Regions from separate parts of the Sus scrofa genome. Here region 1 is linked to region 2. Evidence: chromatin contacts called from public HiChIP or PLAC-seq data. All regions are on one chromosome and are shown on one strand. Each heading gives the region's core, a stretch centred on a gene start, on an enhancer-like site or on the middle of the called end of the contact. The rest is flanking DNA. Distances are from core to core; before and after follow the strand shown. Region 1 holds the start of ANKRD16 (ankyrin repeat domain-containing protein 16). Region 2 holds the start of RBM17 (splicing factor 45).

What was found. HiChIP or PLAC-seq counts read pairs in DNA pulled down with a chosen protein or histone mark.
Region 1: an H3K27ac HiChIP or PLAC-seq map of skeletal muscle shows a contact between it and region 2. The contact joins the promoter of ANKRD16 here to the promoter of RBM17 in region 2. A contact is called at or near these places in 3 of 47 Hi-C or Micro-C datasets (liver and skeletal muscle) and 1 of 2 datasets of contacts at active chromatin or transcription factors (skeletal muscle).

What each region holds. Positions count from the first base shown.
Region 1 is chr10:65,106,468-65,113,821 of Sscrofa11.1, forward strand. ANKRD16 (ankyrin repeat domain-containing protein 16) reads left to right here and starts at 2,576. Exons shown (of 7, transcript XM_005668213.3): 1 at 2,576-2,978; 2 at 4,888-5,108; 3 at 7,234-7,276. The coding sequence starts at 2,659. It overlaps FBXO18 (F-box DNA helicase 1), which reads right to left and starts at 2,508. Exons shown (of 20, transcript XM_021065040.1): 1 at 2,280-2,508.
Region 2 is chr10:64,903,949-64,910,710 of Sscrofa11.1, forward strand. It overlaps RBM17 (splicing factor 45), which reads right to left and starts at 5,058. Exons shown (of 12, transcript XM_003130822.6): 1 at 4,893-5,058. LOC110255720 (a long non-coding RNA gene) reads right to left here. Exons shown (of 3, transcript XR_002336422.1): 3 at 6,658-6,762.

The sequences.
Region 1 (7,354 bases), core at 1,326-3,825, 200 kb after region 2:
AAGAACACAACACGAGAAAAAGGAACGAGGACAGCCAAGTGGCAAATCACAATGCCAACGATGGCCACGTGGGCAGTGAGTCACTAAAGGGCACACTGCAAATCCCACACGCCTGCACAACAAGGATGAGCGGAGCAACTGGGAAACCAGTTAAGACCCCAGAAGAGCTGCATCCATGAGCTCACTGTCAAGATTTGCCCCTCCTACACCAAGCTTTTGCTCTGGAGAATCACAGGGGCTGTGGACAGATTCACATACCTTATCATTTAGTTGTCTAAAAACACTCGGTCCCATTGTGCAAACGTGCACCGATTTTGTTCTTTAAAATACGGAAACATGGAGCCCCCGCCGAGGCTCAGGGGAAACGAATCTGACTAGGAACCATGAAGTTGCGGGTTCAATCCTTGGCCTCACTCAGTGGGTTAAGGATCTGGCGTTGCTGTGAACTGTGGTATAAGTTGCAGATTCGGCTTGGATCTGGTATGGCCATAGCTGTGATGTAGGCCAAAAGCTGTAGCTCCGATTAGACCCCTAGCCTGGAAGTGTCCATATGTCGTGGATGTGGCCCTAAAAAGACAGAAAAATAAATAAGCTTAAGGAAACTAGAGGCATAAGGGAAGAGATACCAGGGTCATTAGCAAGTGGGGGGTGGGGTGTTGAGCAGCAACAATTGCGAAACTACCATATACCTCAACCTCCATTTGCACCAACACAGACAACTGCAGTTAAGAACAATGCTTGGCCTGTCCTAAAACTTGATGCAGTTCAAAGCACTTTTCTGCCTTCCTGTTTTTGAAGCGGCAAGATACAATGGAACAGCAACTTTGGCAAAGCTGATACTGGACCTGGTCCTGTCTCCATAACTATCCATATTATTCAGTCCACCAAATTCAAACGCAACCTGCTCTTTAGTAAAACGGGGTTGTTTTCGTACCAGAGGTCTTTTTTCTCTCTTGAGCAGCGCACCACGCACCAGCAGACACTCACTGGGTGCTACCATCTTTCCTTCCAGAGGCCTTTCTTTATACCACCTCTGGGAAAAAGCTAACCTCTTTAACCTGTTTAGGCTTCGCTGCCGCAGCTACCCCCCCCCCCCAATCATGGTGCCTTATAGGGTTGTTTGTGAACTGGGTGATTAATGTAAAGTGCTTTGTAAACCAGAGTGCAATACCATACGTGAAGCATAATTGTTTCCAGGCCTGGCAAATAGTAGCTGCTCCCATTTTATCTCCAAAGCAACTGAAAACACCCGGAGGGTTGAATGACTAGCACCCAGTAAGATCAGGTAAAAACTCAACAGCTACCCTCAGCTCTCCCATCAACCCACACAGCAGGCTCAGATCTTAATGTACCCTCCACCAGCTCAAGGCCCTTTCACATCGCCTTAATTTTCTCAATGTTCAGGTAAGGGGAAAGGAAGACTGCAAAAAAAAAGGAAGCAAAAGGATACAATAAAATGACTCGCCCAAGGTCAAAACAGCAACGCAGAAGGAAAGGAAATGCTAGCTGGCCAGCAGCGGAGGCCACGTCCCCCGTGACTCCCACAGCCCCGAGCAGCGCCGCACCCCTGCGTCCCGTGAGCCCCTGGACCTCCCCCGCGTGCGCGCCCCACTGCGCCCCTGCACCTCACCGGCAGTCTGCCCGCGCCCCTCCACGCCCCCCGCGGGCAGCTCCATGCCCCAAGGCCAGACCCCGCTAAGGACCCCCAAAGGTTCAGCGTCCACACGGCTTGGCCCCACCCGCGCACCCTGCCACGTCGGCGGCCTCACGCACTATGGCGCTCTGCAACGGGGCTCCTGCCGCCGCCGCCGGGCCAGAGCCCCCCAGGCGTCCCAGTCTCAGCGTCCCCCGGGCAGCGCGAGCCCGAGCAGGCCGCGGACTTCCTCCGCCAGCTCCGCCCCCGCCGCAGCCCCGCGAAGAGCCCGCCGCCGGCGCTGACGGACTGTGCTCCGGACCAATCGAAACGCGTGTGCGGAAGGGGCGCGCTGACAGACTGCCCCAGCGACCAATCGGAACGCGCACTTGCAATAGGGGCGGCTACCGCAAGCGGGCCCCGCCCCGTCCGTGCTTCCTCTAGGGCGGAAGAAACGAGTGGAAACTTTCCCAGAGTTCCTCTGAGCTCCGGGACCCGCGGAAGGGCCGCGTCGGGCGGGGCGGGACTGTGGGCGGAGCGGGGCTGGGGGCGGGAACGTGCGGGCTCCACCCCGTCCCCCGGGGGCCCGCGCTGCCAGGTGATCCCGACTGGCGGCGGCGTCCGCACTCAGACGCTTAGAACCTACCCCGGCCTGCCCCGCTTTCGGGACCCACATTGGTGCGGCCTCCGCGCAGGCCTCTCCGGTCTCCCGGCGGCGGGGTGAACTCGGGCTCAGGGCGGGCGTCCCTCCCGGCAGACGCTGCCGCCACTACCTAGCGTTTTGCTCCGGGGCGAAACCAGGGCGTGCGGCAGGCTCCGAGCGTGCGTTCGCGCGAGCCCGCACGCGTGGTCCGTGGGAGGCAGCGTCCCGGGGGCGGGCCAGGCCGGGGAGGGGGCCGGGATCTGGGCGGGGCCGGGGGAGGGGCCCCGGGGCGAGGGCGGGGCATCCGGAAGAGTGTCCCGGGGAGGGGCGGGGCTGGAGGAGGGTCCTCCGGGCCGTCCCGGCCCGTAGAGGATCTCGGGCCATGGCGGCGTCTGTGGACCCGCGGCGGTTGTACCGGCTGGTGCACGAAGGCCAGCTGTGCGCCCTGCGGGAGGAGCTGCGGGCAGCAGGCCGCGCCGACTGCGCGGGGCCGGCTGGGGACACCCTCCTGCACTGCGCCGCGCGCCACGGCCACCTGGACGTCCTGACCTATCTGGTCGAGGCTTGGGACATGGACATCGAAGCCACCAACCGAGACTACAAGCGGCCGCTGCACGAGGCGGCCTCCATGGGCCACCGGGACTGCGTGCGATACCTGCTGGGCCGGGGAGCAGCGGTCGACTGCCTGAAGAAGGCCGACTGGTAGGTGGCGGGACTTTCGGAGAGACCCGCACCCTTCCCTGCAGGATCGTGAATTCCCACTCCGTCCACACTGTAGTTCCTCAACCTTCCCCTATAGAGAAGAATGACCTACAGCGAACCTTGTCGCTGCCCTTGTGGGGACTGTTGCAGTCTTCTGTTCCAAACTGCCTCCCGTTGCAAAGCACAGGACAGTACAGATGAACAGGTAGAGACAGTCAGTCTACGAATTGTTTGTCCCGCGTGTAGATCGCATGAGCCCCAGGATGCGATGTTCTTCTGGGAACATTTAGCTAAATGATGACTTCACCGATGACATTTTTTTTTTTATTTTGAAATTTGTAGTTCACAGAAAGTTGCAAAGAAAGCTTCTGGAAGTCCCATGCTCCCTTCCCCCAGCTTCCCCCAAAGTTCACATCTTAGAGCCACAGCAGGAAAACAAAAGGAAGAAAGTGACATTGCTACAATCCCTGGACTTCCTCAGAGTTCATCAGTTATCCTTACACTGGAGCACGTGTGGTGCTCTGATTTTTATCACATGTGTAGCCTGGCATGACCACCTCACAGCCGTGAGAGTAACCATCGCACCAAGCAGTCGTGTTGTGTTAGATCCACACTGTTTTCAGTACTCACTGGGTCGGTCTAGCCCCTTAGAGGTTATGAACATCTGATGATTCAAACATGTGAAGCTCCTGCCCTCAAGGGATTCCTGCTCTGATGTAAACAAGAAACATCAGACAGCCATATGGCTAAATAAAGGGCACCTTGCCCACTGGTGAGGGGAGAGGCCTGGGATGTTTGGAGGTTTGCTCTTTGGCTGCGACGAAGCCCAAGACTGATTTTCTTGAGCTGCTAGTGAATTGGTCTCAAGAGTGGAGGCACATTACCTCTTAGACTTCTCAGATCAGTTCTGTGGGTAAGGAAACCGTCTCCCCATACAACCATTCAGAGGGCAAGTTTCAGGAGTTCCCATCACAGCTCAGCGGTAACCAACCCACCCAGTAACCATGAGTTACTGGGTTCGATCCCTGGGCTTGGTCGTTGGGTATTGGCCGGCAGCTGCAGCTCCGATTGGACCCCTAGCCTGGGAACTTCCATGTGCCGCAGGTACAACCCTAAAAGCGGAAAAAAAAAAGGCAAGTTTCATTCGATTTTGCATTTCGGAAGTGCAGTCACAGACATGTTTGCCCACTCTTACCTTGCTGGCCCAGGAACTTCCACATGCTGTGGGAAATAAATCTTCGGGGAGTTCCCATTGTGGCTCAGGGATAATGAATCCTAGCCTGAGAACTTCCATATGCCTCAGATAAGGCCCTAAAAAGACCAAAAAGAAAATCTTCCTTTAAAAAACCTAGTTCAGGAGTTCCCGTCATGGCTTAGAGGAAATGATCTGACTCGCATCCATGAGGACACAGGTTCAATCCCTGGCCTCGTTCAGTGGGTTGAGGATCCAGCGTTGCTAGGAGCTGTGGTGTAGGTCACAGACACGGCTCGGACCCTGTGTTGCTGTGGCCGTGGTATAAGCCGGCAGCTGTTGCTCCAATTAGACCCCTAGCCTGGGAGCCTCCATATGCTGCTGGTGTGGCCGTAAAAAGACAAAAAAAAAAAAAACAAAAAACAAACAAACAAAAAAAACCAACCTCATTTAGAAGCAGCTTTGCCTCCTCGCTCTCGCCTTTCCCCTCCTGGAGGTGCACTGACATCAGGATCTTTCTCCCCTTGTTACCTCTCCAGGGTCCTCGCGGCCAGCAGAGAAGCTGCCAGCCAAGGCTGTTTTCCTGCTTCCCAGACCCCAACATCCTCCAGCTCCTCTCTGTGCCGAGGACGTGCATTTTTCTGAGGACCTGGTCCCGGGCTTCCAGCATCTTGGCTGCCGCCTCCCCATTTGACCACTTGTCCCTTTTGGCCTTAGGACTCCTCTGATGATGGCTTGCACCAGGAGGAACCTCGAGGTGGTCCAGGACCTCGTGGAGCACGGCGCCAATCCGCTCCTGAAGAACAAAGACGGCTGGAACAGTTTCCACATCGCCAGCCGGGAGGGCGACCCTCGGATCCTCCAGTACCTGCTCACCGTTTGCCCGGCTGCCTGGAAGACAGAGAGCAAGGTCGGGAGAACCCCGCTGCACACGGCAGGTGTGGCCCCCGAGCCGTACAGGGTGCAGGCGTGGGTGGGCACGCAGCAGAGCAGAGGGCCTGGGGAAGACGGGGCAGGCAGTGAGAGCAGCTTTGGGGTGTTCTGGCAAATTCGTAGTCAGTAAGGCTGATGTCACCTGGCCCTCAGCATGTTCTTCTTTCTTTTATTTATTTATTTATTTTTTTTGGCCGCACCACTGCAGCGACAGTCCTGGGTCCTTAACCTGTAAGGCCACCAGGGCACTCCTCTCCTTTCTTATTTTGGGTGACTTTTCACACGTATCTGTCGTCTGCTCCCCAGTTAGTTGGGTGGTAGCCTGGTTCTCTTCCTTACCAGGTCCTTGACCTTGGGCCGGAAACTAGGTCTCCTGAGCAGGTTTCCTCGGCCACAGAATGACGACGACGACGATGCCTGTGACTCGGAGTCGCAGGTTTAAGGGGCACGTTAAGTCCCTCAGCACCGTGCTGAGAGCCCTGAGCATCTCCATGTGGTCATCGTTCAAAGCAGGAGGGACCGTTTCCCTGCCTCCTCAGCAGCACCGCCCAGGGTGCGTCCGTTTGAACAAGCGTAGGTGTTTAGGATTGAATCCCGGGCCTCAGCGGGTGCAGCTTCTCTAATGATAATGTCGAATGTAACGCCGGGCCACCGTTTTCATTGTTTGGCGTAATTCTCCTTAACTCTGAATTATCTCGTCATAAAATATCTTCAATTAGCTAAAAGCGAAAACGGGGGGAGTTCCTGTGTGACCAAGTGGTAACGAACCCGACTAGCATCCATGAGGATGTGGGTTCGATCCCTGGCCCCGCGCTTAGTAGGTCACGGACGTGGCTTGGATCTGGCATGCTGTGGCTGTGACTGTGGCCAGCAGCTGCAGCTCCTATTCAACCCCTACTCTGGAAACTGTCATATGCTTCGGGTGTAGCCATAAAAAGACCAAAAAAGAAAAAAAAAAAAAAAAAGCTAAAAACGGGGTGCAGGGTGGTGTGAGATGCATTGGGCAGCAAGCAGCCCAAGAGCCCAAATCTAGACATAAGGGCATAAGCCTTAGCCTTGAAGGTGGTGCGTTGAATTAGAATACAGGACTTGTAGTTTTTCTGGAATTGAGGCCTGTGACATGACGATGAGGAGGCAGACACACAGTTCTGGCCACAGCGGGCAGGACCCAGGAATCCTTTTTAAAACTTTGCACGTGAGGGGAAAAACTCTTCGCTCATCAGCTGGTTGACGAGCCCCCGCTCCTGTGGAGAAACCACTGGCATCCAGCCGTTCACGCAGCATAGCGGGGCGCGGACAGTGGAAACCCTTCCTGTGGAGAAGGGGCACTTTTAGCGGGAGAATTGAATTCTTGGTTATCGTGCCATGGAGTACTGTTAAAGTGTTTTCCATTTCCTAGGCAAACCCTGGCCCTGGGGTTCTTGGCACAAAAGTGAGGAGATAGGTTTAGTATTGAAAATGTGCCGTGAAAGTCTCCTAACAACCAGATAATCAAGTGTCAGCCGGAAAACATCACTTTTTTATCATTCGCCCAACTAAATGTGTAATTTGGGGGTAGCAGCAACTTGCCTGATTTCACACTCCTTCCCAGAAGTCCCAGGTCCAAGGATGAGCAGAGAGAGGGGCCAGGAGGGAAGAAGCATTTTTTTTTTTTAAGCTTTTGTTTGTTTTTCGGCTGCCGCAAGCAGTAGCTTGATGTGGGATCTGTTTCCACACCAGAAATTGAACCTGGGCCACAGCAGTGAAAGTGCTGCATCCTAACCCCTAGGCCACCAGGGAACTCCCAAGAAGCATTTTTATTTATACACTAAAAAGCTCTTGGAGTTTCCGTCATGGGGCAGTGGTTAACGAATTGGACTAGGAACCATGAGGTTGCAGGTTCAATCCCTGGCCTTGCTCAGTGGGTTAAGGATCTGGCGTTGCCGTGAGCTGTGGTGTAGGCTGCAGACTTGCCTGGGATCCCACGATGCTGTGGCTCTGGCGAAGGCCGGCACTTACAGCTCCGATTCGACCCCTAGCCTGGGAACCTCCATATGCTGCGGGAGTGGCCCTAGAAAAGGCAAAAAGACTAAATAAATAAATAAAAAAAAAATGAATAAAAAGCTCTAATTCTCAACTCTCTTCTCCCAGCAATGCACGGCTGTTTAGAGGCAGTAAAGTTGCTTCTTCAGAGGTAAGAACAAAACAACAAACTGAGGGGAAAATTTGCTAATTGCGATGGAGAGTTAATATCGATGCTACATAAAGAGCT
Region 2 (6,762 bases), core at 3,808-6,307:
ATGGCGGTGACTACAAAGAGACAGCCAACAACCTACATGTGAGCGACCAATACCTGCCACCCCAGCAGACAGAGGAACAAGAGGACAACGACATCAGAAGGACGAGAGCCGGCACTTAGGAAGCCTCGTCCCACTGAAGTGGGCGAAGAGCAGCACCTGCTACAGAGGCTCAGGACCACGAAAGCCGAGGGCACCCAGAAGGGGAACCAGGGACCCTGGAGATAAATCCGCCCAGGTCAGAGCTGGTCAGAACACAGCTTGTGCCGGTAAATCTCTCTGCCACCCTTAAAAACCTTGACATTCGAAACCACCTGTCCCACTTCTCAAAATAAGAAATCAGGAGTTCCCGTCGTGGCGCAGTGGTTAACAAATCCGACTAGGAACCATGAGGTTGCAGGTTCGGTCCCTGCCCTTGCTCAGTGGGTTGCGGATCCGGCGTTGCTGTGAGCTGTGGTGTAGGTTGCAGACGCGGCTCGGATCCTGCGTTGCTGTGGCTGTGGTGTAGGCTGGTGGCTACAGCTCCGATTAGACCCCTAGCCTGGGAACCTCCATATGCCGCGGGAGCGGCCCAAGAAATAGCAAAAAAAAAAAAAAAGAAATCAATCTCTTCCTTGCAGATGGAAAGAGAAGAAAACTTTGACTGAAATCTCTAAATTGCAGACATTCTTAACCCAGGTAGTTTCTGACCACAGACACATTCCAAAAATCTGTCAGTTCCCAGGCTCGGACCGCATCCTGCACTGAAATCATGCCACACAACTCCTGTGCTCGTGTGTGTCTCGGGGAGGGAAGGTCACAGAGTCAAGAAGGGAAACATTTAATTTCCCGGGTCGTACTGTCTGACCCTGGGCAAAGCTTCTCCATTCTCTAAGGCGCCCCGGGGCCGAAGGAGCAGCGGTGACCCACTCCCTCCGCGCAGCTCTCTGCCCGCGCGCCAGCACCGTTCAGTCTTCCCCCTTCCCGGATGTCTGAACCCTCAGGCTGCTAAAAGCCCTGAGCTGAGACTTGGACATGAAAGGCCCGCGGCAGCACAGGAGGAGGCGAGGAGCAGCAGAGCCCTCGGCGGCCCCATAACTCACCTGCACCAGCGCCAGGCCTACGCGGCCTCCTCCTCCAGGCCCGGGTGACAGCCCACCCGCTCGGCTGACAACAGTGCCAACAATCCCCTAGAGTGTGTCCCGCAGGGAGTGCCCTCGGTTTGCCTTCAGTGCCGAACAAACCGGGTCTTGTGAGCTCTAAGCGCGAGCCACGCGGGAGCCACTGAGGCTACGTCAAGAACGAGCGCGCCGAGTGCAGCCGTGACCTAACTAAGCACGGCTGACATCCCACCCCGTCTTCCAGGTTCCACAGGGAACGCCCCAGGTCCACCCCAGAAGCCACCGTTTTAATCCAGGCCATCATAAACGCCACGACAACCCAGATCCAGTGACAAGAGTCCACGAGACCATACTTCCTCTAGCTCCACTGCACTCGGAAGCTCACCCGTCAACAATTCCACGGGACCTGCCGCGCTCCGCAAGCTTTGGAAGTTATTATACAGCTGTACCTTCGGGTCACTTAAAGTTCCCCGTTCCCGTTCTCAAACGCTTTAAAAACACACCTTAAACACGCGAAACTGACGTCACCCTAGCAGCATCCGCTGGCTTTTGTGTAACCCGGGGCTTATTAATCAGATCTCCGCATCACAGTAAACGCAGAAGTGCTTTCCTCACTTTTCTCCTCTTCATTTATCTTCAAATTCACAGAACTGGATTAATCACAGCAACGGCACCCTCGTTACTGCACACTTACGACCTGCTTTAAGTAATTACCACGACACTACAAGCAGAGGACTCACCACCCAAAAGAAGAGACATGGTCTGGATAAGAAGCCACTCAACCCCCAGGGCCCCCAACCCGTTCAAGTGATCCCCCCGGCCCAGGGGTGAGCAACTTGAGCCCCGCTCTGTTAATTCCTTGCTTCCCTCCTTTTGTATAACTTTATTTACAAAGCTTTATTGCATCAATTCCTTAGAAGGTGGGTATATCTTTAATTCAGCTGCCTTAAGCACATGTAAATATATCATACACAACTCACTCCAGCGCAAACACTGAAATGTAACAGGTGCACAGACAAGGCCGTTAGGCCTGAAATTAATTAATGCTGTGACGGCTTTCAGATAATATAGCATTTATTTCATGAAGTCTGGTGCCAGGTAATAAAAATCCAGCACTTTCTAACATTTGATATACTTTAAGAAGTTAGGATCAAATACCAACAGCTGATTTGTATAATGTCTTTAAGAAACCTTCTAACTATTTACTTCTAAACACCATTCTTCGGTTAACACATCTTCCAGGAAGTCTCTGTGTGGCACAGCGGGTTCAGGATCCAGCATGGCCACAACTGTGGCGCCGGTCACAACTGCAGTGCAGGTTCAATCCCGGATCCAGAAACGTCAACATGCTGCAGGTGCACCCAAAAACAACAACAACAACAAAAACCCCTCCAGGTATGCTTTTTTTCCCCTTAAAAAGAAACACGGTAAACATGGTTCTGCCAGAAGAATGAGGATTTTTCAAGATTCTACCTAAGCTGGCAAAGTATTTTTTACACATGTGCAACTGGCAGAAAAAGAATACAGACATCTTCTCAGAAGCATTCCACTCACTCACCTTTCAAGTGCGTCTCTGAAGCCTCTGTGACAACCCCCCACGTAAAAGCAACTGTCCCTGAACACGTGTCTCTCACTATATCATCAGCCCTTTAAAGGTAAGGCCTGTTCTGTCTTTGCCCATAGAAGCACCGTAAGTTTTACACCATAATTCATGGGAGAGAAACTCCCCTCACCATACAACTAATAATGAGTCAAAGTTTGAGCTCTGAGCACCTAAACAAGTGGACATGGTAAGAAAAGACCTTTTATCACTAAATAGACATTCATGTATCATAAATCAAAAACGAATCCTAAAGAACACGCCAAGTGCTAGACACATGGACACAAAGCAACAGGAAAGGCCACGAGGGTGGTGCATGCTGATGCCAACAAAAAAGACAGGTAATAAGAGGCATCGCTTCATGTGTAAGATGTGTGACTTCCTAAAGAATTTTTAAATGTTTCCCTGTACCTCCAGCTCTGACCCCTTGTCACAGTTTAATACTTCCATTCATTCTCATAGACGCTATAACTGCCCAAGTACATAGGCTGGAGTGTCCGTGAGTCACCTGTAACTCAGGTGTGTAAGAGAGCATCCTTCACTATCCACGAGTACGGAAGACTTGGGGAAGGAGTACCAGCCCTGACTGCTCCTCGAGTGTAATTTAAAACAAGACAGGTAGGAGTTCCCACTGTGGCCCGGCAGAAGGGAATCCAACTAACAACCGTGAGGCTGCGGATTCGATCCCTGGCCTCGGTTCAGTGGGTTAAGAATCTGGTGTGGCTATGGCCGTGGTGTAGGCCGGCAGCTGCAGCTCCAATTGGACCCCTGGCCTGGGAACCTCCATATGCTACAGGTGTGGCTCTAAATGGCAAAAACAAAAGCAAAACAAAAAAACAAGCCAGGTAAAGAGACATCCACTTTACAAAGTTGCATTTGGAAACGCAAGACAGTTCTCCAGATTCCTGTTTTCTGTAAAGTCTGTCCGCAGCCATCAGAGAGCCCCAGGGTCAGCTCCTCAGTGCCCACACCTCTCACATCTCCCGCCGGCTCACAGCCTACTCACTGTTCTAAACTGCACCGCGTCCATCTCTTGATAAGGTTCTAAAAAGAAAACACCCTCAGTTTAAGTTACTAATATCCTACACTCCCAAAATGTCTTTGTGTTTTATAATCAAAACGTCTGTGTCCTTCACCCCATAAAACTGGAAATTGACTCGCACTCTTTAAAAACTCTGTTGGAGGAGACGCAGTCCTCACCTACTTGAGGATGTTGCGTTTCGCCCTCGTCCAGAAGGTCCTACTTCCCACCCATCCGCCTGCCTCTAGCAATAAATCCCTTCCACGGCTCTCCACTACTGACTTCTCCCACCTTCTTGACCTGACCTGACCTGCCCTCTTCAAGCCTCTCTGCCTTTGCTGCAGTTTCCGAAACGCGCTAAGACGCTCGGCCTCTGCCGCTCTCGCACTTATTTCTTCTGCAGGAAACCGTTCCCCCATCTTGCACATCGAACCAAAGACCTCCAAGGTTCAGTTATAAGCCTCCTTCCCTCTTGGAAGCCTTTCCAGACCCCCCTCCAGTCCCTCAGATCAACCCATGCCTTTATGCTTGTTTCCCGAAAGACCAATCTTCCAGACTGCAAGGACAGAGGCTTATTTATCTTGCAGCCACTGTTCGTTGCTGACAAATGGTCTGGGTAAAGGGAGATGTTCAAAAGATGCTTGGCGATTGGACGTGAGAGCTGCAACGCCGCTTTGCACGGACGAGGGCAGCGCTAGAGCCGGAGTCCCGTCTTCCTGCGCGGCCAGGTGAACCCGGGTCTCTGAGAGATGTCCACACCTGGATTCCCCGCTCTGCGGCCGGGGGAGGAAACGGCTTCCTTCCTCTGCACCCTCCAACCGGGAGGGGTGCAAGCGTTCGGGGCCACAGGTGACCCAGGCCTGCCCACCAGGTCACGGACCGGGCAACTTTCCCCAAACACGCCCGCGGGGCCAGAAGAGACGAGGACACACAGACGGAAAATGAGAATCCGGGAGAGGAGACCGGGCCCGATAACCCGGGCAAATAAGGGAAAGGGGCGGCGGGGCGCGAAGGGAGACGCGGAGAGTCGGCCGGGGCCAGGCCGCCTGAGGCGAGGGGATGGCGGCCGGGGGACGGCCTGGGACCCCCGGCCCTCACGGCGCGGCCGAAAGCGGCGGCCTCGCGTCCAGCGCCGCCCGGGAGGCGCTCGCCCCCTGCCCCGGGCGCCACTTACCCGGTCCGCCCGGCCGACGCTCCCGGGCGGCCACGCACCGGGGCCGACGCGCCGCGGAGACGGCGGGCAGAGCGCTCGGCGTCAGCCCCCGACGGCCGGACCGCTCCGGCGCCAACCCCTACGCAGAGTCCGCGGGCCGCGCGGCTGCGCGGGGTCACGGCGTGTGCGGCTGGGAGAGAGGCGCGCTGCGCCTGCGCCGAGGACGCCCGCCCCGCCGCGCGCCCCCTGTCCGCGGGAGGACCTCATCGCACCGCCACCGCGCCCGCGTCCCTCTCTCCCGCCAAAAGATGTCGCCGTGTCGCAAGGTTGCCACATTTCAGTAACACCCCCTCCCACTCCCCGCCATCGGGAGGAGGACGACTGGTGCAGGGCTGCGAAACCATCCCGCCGTTTGGGCAAAGCTGAAAATAAATGACAATAGGAGAGGTGACTGGGAAAACGAAGGGCTTCAGAAGAAATGGCCCAAAGCGCTGAAGTAAGTGTAGGACTAAGGAAACACAGGGAGGGTGTGGATGTTCTAAAGCGTCAAAGTTTAAAAACGACATAACAGAAGCTGGGAGGAAAAAGAAGGTGGAGTTCTGTGTAAATACGATTCTCACATCTGCGTTCAAAACTGTAGGCAAGGCCTTGTGTCCCTGTCCTTTGAAATAAAAGGCTTTGCCTTCCATAAGTCTCGAAAGGCTGGTTCGGGGAACTCCCGTTGTGGCTCAGTGGTTAACGAATCCGACTAGGAACCATGAGGTTGCGGGTTCAGTCCCTGCCCTTGCTCAGTGGGTTAAGGATCCGGCGTTGCCCGTGAGCTGTGGTGTAGGTTGCAGACGCGGCTCGGATCCCGCGTTGCTGTGGCTCTGGCGTAGGCCGGTGGCTACAGCTCCGATTTGACCCCTAGCCTGGGAACCTCCATATGCCGCGGGAGTGGCCCAAGAAATGGCAAAAAGACAAAAAAAAAAAAAAAAAAAAAAAAAAAAGGCTGGCTCAAAAGGTAATGCTTGTGTGAACTGGAGTTTGGCACTTGCCATCAGCCTCTACATGGATTAAATCATGAGCCACCGCACCTGCCAACCCACGGCACCCCCTGAGCAGAACTCTGGGTGAAAATCAGAGAGGCACTCTGTGCTTTGGGAAAACTGCAAGCACAGTTCTTCAGATAGATATTTTTAGGAGAAGATTTTATGTGCCCAATTCTTGCAAATTTTCATATCTAGAAAAACACTAAAATCCTTCATGGGGATGTCTGCTCCTTGTGACCTTCAGGAGAGAGCAACAAATTTTGCAAAATGGGTGTGTGCTGTATGCACCTCCCCTCCCCTTTATCGTATTCTGGTATCCCCCTTTCCTCTTTATCATATTCTGATATCCCCCTTTCCACTTGGGAGCAGCATTGCAGAGCTACCTGAAATACCACCACTTGGGCTGTAGTTAAGGATAAAACAAAGAATGTCAGGGTCATCCATGAATGCAGTCACCTCCCAGGGTGAGAGCGGGCGAGTCCTGCAGGCTGTGAAAACTCAGGATACAGGCCCCGACAGCAGAGGTGCATATCAAAGGAATGGTATCTGTGAGCCCAGGACTCTTTTGTTCCTGCTCCCGGCCCTTTGCTGCAAAAAGACTCCCGTGTATCCTAGCTCCTTCTTCACCGTCTTGGAGCAGTTTCTCAGGACTACCTGAGATGCTGTCTCCTGGACCTAGGTCCGAATTTTGCCCCAAATAAAACTTAACTCTCAGCTTTCTTTTTTTTTTTTTTTTTTTTTTTTTTTGAGTCGACAATGTGTATTTTTTTAAGCTGACAATGTGAAGACGCAGAAACAAAGAAGAGCTATTGGGCCAAGAAACTGGTAACAATTTGGACTATAAATCCGCACATAGTAGA